2 separate regions of the Zea mays genome follow, and region 1 is linked to region 2. A link is a contact called in public Hi-C data. All regions are on one chromosome and are shown on one strand. Each heading gives the region's core, a stretch centred on a gene start, on an enhancer-like site or on the middle of the called end of the contact. The rest is flanking DNA. Distances are from core to core; before and after follow the strand shown. Region 1 holds the start of LOC100272373 (Serine carboxypeptidase-like 46). Region 2 holds the start of LOC100382918.

Region 1 (2,774 bases), core at 152-2,651, 270 kb after region 2:
AACAGTTTGCAAAAAAAAAAGACACGAAAAGATATGTTCAGTATGTAGTATGGACCTTCGTGCCCACCTCTTCTTTACACCATGTCTGGTACGTCGGTCCAACACGATCTGGTAAGCCGAGATCTAACTTTTAGCGTGACACGCAATATTGTTTTTGAGGCCATGCTATCAAGTATCAAAGTCGTGGCACATATCATACTCATGCAGTACACTTGTGTACATGACTGAAGTTGGTAAAAACAAATCTACTTAGGTCCCCTTTGGCAGGGCTCCTACTATTCTCAAAACAGGTTCGGCTATGGCTCCTCTGGCTTCTTGGCTTCTCTAGAAGAGTCAGAGCCGTTTTGCAATTCATTTGATAAAACAGCTTCTGACGAGGAGACGGTGGCAGAGGCTGTAATTTCGTAAAATATTATTGTGTGCCGGATAGAAGGAGCCGGCAGAAGCTTATTTTCTCGTGCTTCGGCTTCTAATAGCAAAAACGGCTCTGGCTCTTTGATGGCTCTCGGTGAGGAGCCGTTTTTTTTAAGACCGTTTGGTATGGCTTCACGAAGAGCCAGAAAAGGAGCCACCGAGAGAGCCCTGAGCGTTAGGTAATAGATCGAGATTATGATATAATAAACCATGGCCTGCTTAACGGTTTCTAGACATCTTGTCAAATGCCTTTTGCATTAAAATGGTGTTTCCATATGTGTTTCCTAAGGTTTACAAGCTTCGCCCCCAAATTTTTTTCTCTCTTTTTTTTAAAAAAGATCTTGTAGGAGTGTTTTCTCTGCTTCCTCTGTTTCAAATAAGCTTATTTGACGTCTACGGAAATGCAGTGACAAGTGCATGGAAACCTGAAACATTGCCCCTGGCGTGCACCCACCATGGTATGCCAAGATCAGGTCGCTGTTTACTGCAATGAGGCAATGAGCAAGAGGTAAAAAAACACAGCAAGCCTGCCGGAATCTATGAAACAGATTAGTGCACAACGAACACTAAACTACACACCATGTTGCCACTAAAAACAAATATAATAAGGTGTCGTAGGTGGACTGTAAAAGATGTTATGTCAGATTTATGTGACGCGGAAGGAAGAGAAACATAGAGAGAAGAAAATCGGGTTGTTCACGGGTAGCTAGTTGAAAGCGGATTGTTTACGGACTCAAGACAATTTACGATAGAAAAAATGGTAGACACATTATTGAATATAAATATTATAACATTAAAGGGTTATTATATCAGTATATATTTTTAGTTAGCTATATACGAAATGACAATATCATAGATTCCACTGTTAGCTATAATTACTCGTATTAAACTCTGAACGAAGATAACTTAAGCAAGCATGTCCACCCACTTCACCACCTACACATATCAGACCTATTTATTGCCATGTACTGTATCGGTTTCACTCTCACCGCCCTGTGCCTGCAGCTGCACCCTGCAGCGCTCACTCGCTCACTGACTCACTCCCCTCCCCTGGCCTCCTCCTCCTCCTCCTCTCTCTCTCTCCACTATCTCCCACAGCCGAACCAACATGCAGGGGCGCAGCAGGGACGCCGCCACCATTGCTGCAGCGGTGGCGTGCGCAGCTGTGCTGCTCCTCGGCGACGCCTGGAGCGTCTCGGCGCAGGCGGCGGCGGAGGAGGACAAGATAAGCGCCCTGCCGGGGCAGCCGCCGGTGGGCTTCGCACAGTACTCCGGTTACATCCCGGTGGACGCCGCGGGGAAGCGCTCCCTCTTCTACTACTTCGCCGAGGCGGAGGCGGATCCGGCGGCCAAGCCGCTCGTGCTCTGGCTCAATGGAGGTAAACTTCCACCTTGATTGTCGGCACAGCATACCTTTTGTCACTGCGCTGTGCATGCTGCTGCAGCATTATTGCCTGCTGCCTGTGTGGCTGTGCTGTGGATGGGGATGAAGGAGAAGGGGGGAGAATCCATGAAATAGCACTTGTTTGAGACGACGTTCACGAAATAGCATCCGATTTCAAGAAATTCATAGAATAGCACTTGTTTTACCAAATTAATTCAGAAAACAACACTCTATCTATATTTTGCATTCTTTTATTGCTTACCTCACATACAAATGGACCAAATTACCCCTATTTATCACAAACTTCTTTTTTATCTCTTATGTCCATAAGAACAACATAAATAAATAAAATATATAACTTCTATTTTTATAGTGTTTAATGGACCAAATATGTCTAATTTTAAAAGTTCGACGACCGAAGATACCTGGTTCTAAATTTAATAGTTAAATATAGACTTCTTCGTTCATAAAACATATGTGTCTATTTGTATGTTTAACACTATAAAAATAGAGGTTATATATTTTATTTATTTATGTTGTTCTTATGGACATAAGAGATAAAAAAAGAAGTTTGTGATAAATAGGGGTAATTTGGTCCATTTGTATGTGAGGTAAGCAATAAAAGAATGCAAAATATAGATAGAGTGTTGTTTTCTGAATTAATTTGGTAAAACAAGTGCTATTCTATGAATTACTTGAAATCGGATGCTATTTCGTGAACGCCGTCTCAAACAAGTGCTATTTCATGGATTCTCCCAGGAGAAGGGGGGAGAGCTCAGGTTTCAGTGCAAGTGCACCTGTGACCAAGTATTTTGTCTTGTTCAGTCCCTACTCCCAAAACAAACATTATAAAAAGGTCTAAATTTTTTTTCCCATAGTAACAGACATAAATAGAGAGCTAAAAGTGGGCTCGTGATTTAAAATTTTAAGAAACTATTCCAGTTGGACTTGTGAAAAATAAGAACATTTGCAAAAT
Region 2 (2,700 bases), core at 46-2,545:
TTAGCCAATTACAATTATCATTAACTACTACAAAAACAAAAACTCATCAATAATCAAAAGGAAACGGGACATGCTCCCACTCATTAAAAAACTGCCATAGAGGGCCTAGTGAACCATTAAATCTAATACATTTGTCCATACTCTTATAGGGTGTTTGGTTTGAGTAATGAGTTGGTCCATTATTTTGTCGCTCCTCATTTTTTTTGTTTGGTTTGTGTAATAGAATAAGTTGATGCATCACCGTCTCATTCCTCATAGTTAGTTAGTACTAATATGAGGAATAACGTCGTCCCACCAGATTTAAGAAATAGACCTTTGATGCATCCCAGATGACAAAAATGCGACAACGTGAAACTATGGCACAAACCAATAATAAGATGGTTAACAAAATGTTCTGGTCATCTCCGCCTATTCTTTATCCAAATCATGCAGAAGCCTAGTTAGGAAGCAACAAATCCTAGGTGAAAATGTTTATTTAAGAAGACATAGACTGAAGATCAATAGTTGATTTAATCCTGATCTTACTTCACAGCTTAATTCCAACGAACTGCCAAGCATCAACTATGATATCATGATTAAATTCCAACGAACTGCCAAGCATCAATTATGATATCATGATTAAATTCCAACGAACTGTCAAGCATCAATTATGATATCGTAAGAGCAGCTGATGAAGTGGTCAAACCAAACAATCAATAACCGAAGACAACTTCACTCACCTCCCGATCCAGAGTGGGGTCGAGGCCGATGTTAACTCTAACCCCCTCCTCCTCGTCCTGTTCTGCCGCATTCCTCTCCCTCTCGCTGTCCTCCTCCTCGTCTTCATCTAGGTCGTCGAGGTTCCCCTCGAACTCCTCCTGCCTGGACCTGCGCCTCCGGCCACGAAGGCACCCGTTGGCGTCGTAGAACGCGGAGACGCAGGGCGTGTCCCCGCGGCCGGCCTCCCCCGCTGCCTCCTCCTCCGCGTCGCGGGCCTCCGACGGCTTCGACCAACGGTGGCGCTCGACGTCGCCCGCGGCCACGGACCAGGAGGCCGTCGGGAAGGAGGAGTCCGGGACGGCGTCGAAGAGGCGGGACCCGAACAGGCGCTTCACCCGCGCCTCGAACGTCTCTTGGACGCCGCTGCCCTCGGCCGCCATCGACGGTGCGGGCCTTCCGGAGACTCTTCCAGAGCTCGGCCTGGCTCGTCTCCCGATGTGGGTGCGTGGGTTGGGTTCGAGTCCGGAGGGTTTGGGAAACGGTGCGGGCGAACCGACAAGGAGAGGGCGATAGGAGAAGACGGCGGCTGCGATGGTGATTTCACGGATTGGGGAGTGAGCCGTGAATGATCGGGTTTACTTGGAGTCGGTGCTGGAAGAATGGGCTGGGCTGTCTGACCCGCGCACGCAGTCCGGCCCGTTCGCAGCTAGAAGAGAAAAAAAGATTTCTTGCTTCTTTTTGCTACATGCATCACTAATCTCTCTCTCCATCCTATATAAGTCACCAGTTTTGATGTTCTTCCCGTTTCACTAGAGCTGAAAGAAATACTCGTGGTTTGTTGACTCGCTTGACTCGAGACTCGAGATCGGCTTAGCTTAGCTCGGATCGTTTGAACTTTTTCACGAGCTGAGCTAACATCTGAGCTTGTTTTCTTAATGAGCCAGCTCAAACATACCATGGCCCATCACGTGACTCACGTCCTGACGTCCACTAACTAACAGGCAATGAGGCAAGGAAAGTGGCCAAGTGCCCATGTAGGCAGCCAACAGGCCCAAGCCCAACACTGAAGTCCGCAACATACAACAGGAAGTCAGGACTCAGGAAAGCAAGTTAGCAAACGTGAAGCGTCCGTCCGTTGACCGTTGGGTTGTCACACCCGGATTTAAGGAACAAAGTCGAGTGCATCTCATACATACGTCAAAGAAGACAACATATATAATAACAGAGTGTATAAAGATAAATGTCACAATAATCAGAGTATTTATTACATAGCGGAAGGCTTACAAGATAAAATATACATATAAAAGGATCTAAAATCCATCCTTGGCGTCAGAAAGTCAACTGGGAGACGCCACCTAGATCGAATCGAACTCCTCGATGTGTGGCTCCTCGCGAACCACCTGTTCTTCTCCTGTGGGGGTGTGAGACAGCAAGGGTGAGCTCACACATGATCATAGCTCAACAAGTTATGGGGAAACCAGTGATCATGAACTCACCAAAGGTGGGAGTTCATGTGATGTGTAAGGCTGATCAACAATAGGGGTTAAAGCTGAGCATTGCTTTTAATAATTTGGTCAAATTTTATTAGCAGTTACTAAATGTAAGTAAATACCAAACCATAATAAATAATAATAGAACAAAATTAATAATAAACCCATGCAAATGCAAATGAAAAATTGAATTTAAGTTCCATAATTTAATCATGCGAGAGTCCTGCTCATGACCATGAGCTTGACTAGTATACCAGTTTTACACTCTGCAGAGGTTGTACCCTGTACCCACAAGTCGTGTATCCCATGTCGCCAGGGTTTGCAAGGCCCTTAGACACTACCGAGGTAGGTGAATGTCTAGGGATCCACTACGAGGCCTTTACAAAATTCCACTAGCTTCCGAAAACCTGCTACAGTTTATGGGAAGAGCACTTGCAAGAATCCCCCATCTGACCGCCATCACAGCAAAATCAACCCGAGAACCTCCTTGCATGCAACTCCCCTACTACCC

What was found. Hi-C and Micro-C count contacts between places; a contact is called where the count stands out from the background.
Region 1: a Hi-C map of bundle sheath shows a contact between it and region 2, with 2.8 times the contacts expected there. The contact joins the promoter of LOC100272373 here to the promoter of LOC100382918 in region 2. A contact is called at or near these places in 8 of 25 Hi-C or Micro-C datasets (bundle sheath, ear, endosperm and 3 more).

What each region holds. Positions count from the first base shown.
Region 1 is chr2:66,215,017-66,217,790 of Zm-B73-REFERENCE-NAM-5.0, forward strand. It overlaps LOC100272373 (Serine carboxypeptidase-like 46), which reads left to right and starts at 1,402. Exons shown (of 8, transcript NM_001156555.2): 1 at 1,402-1,793. The coding sequence starts at 1,523.
Region 2 is chr2:65,943,507-65,946,206 of Zm-B73-REFERENCE-NAM-5.0, forward strand. It overlaps LOC100382918, which reads right to left and starts at 1,296. Exons shown (of 2, transcript NM_001175606.1): 1 at 720-1,296. The coding sequence starts at 1,139.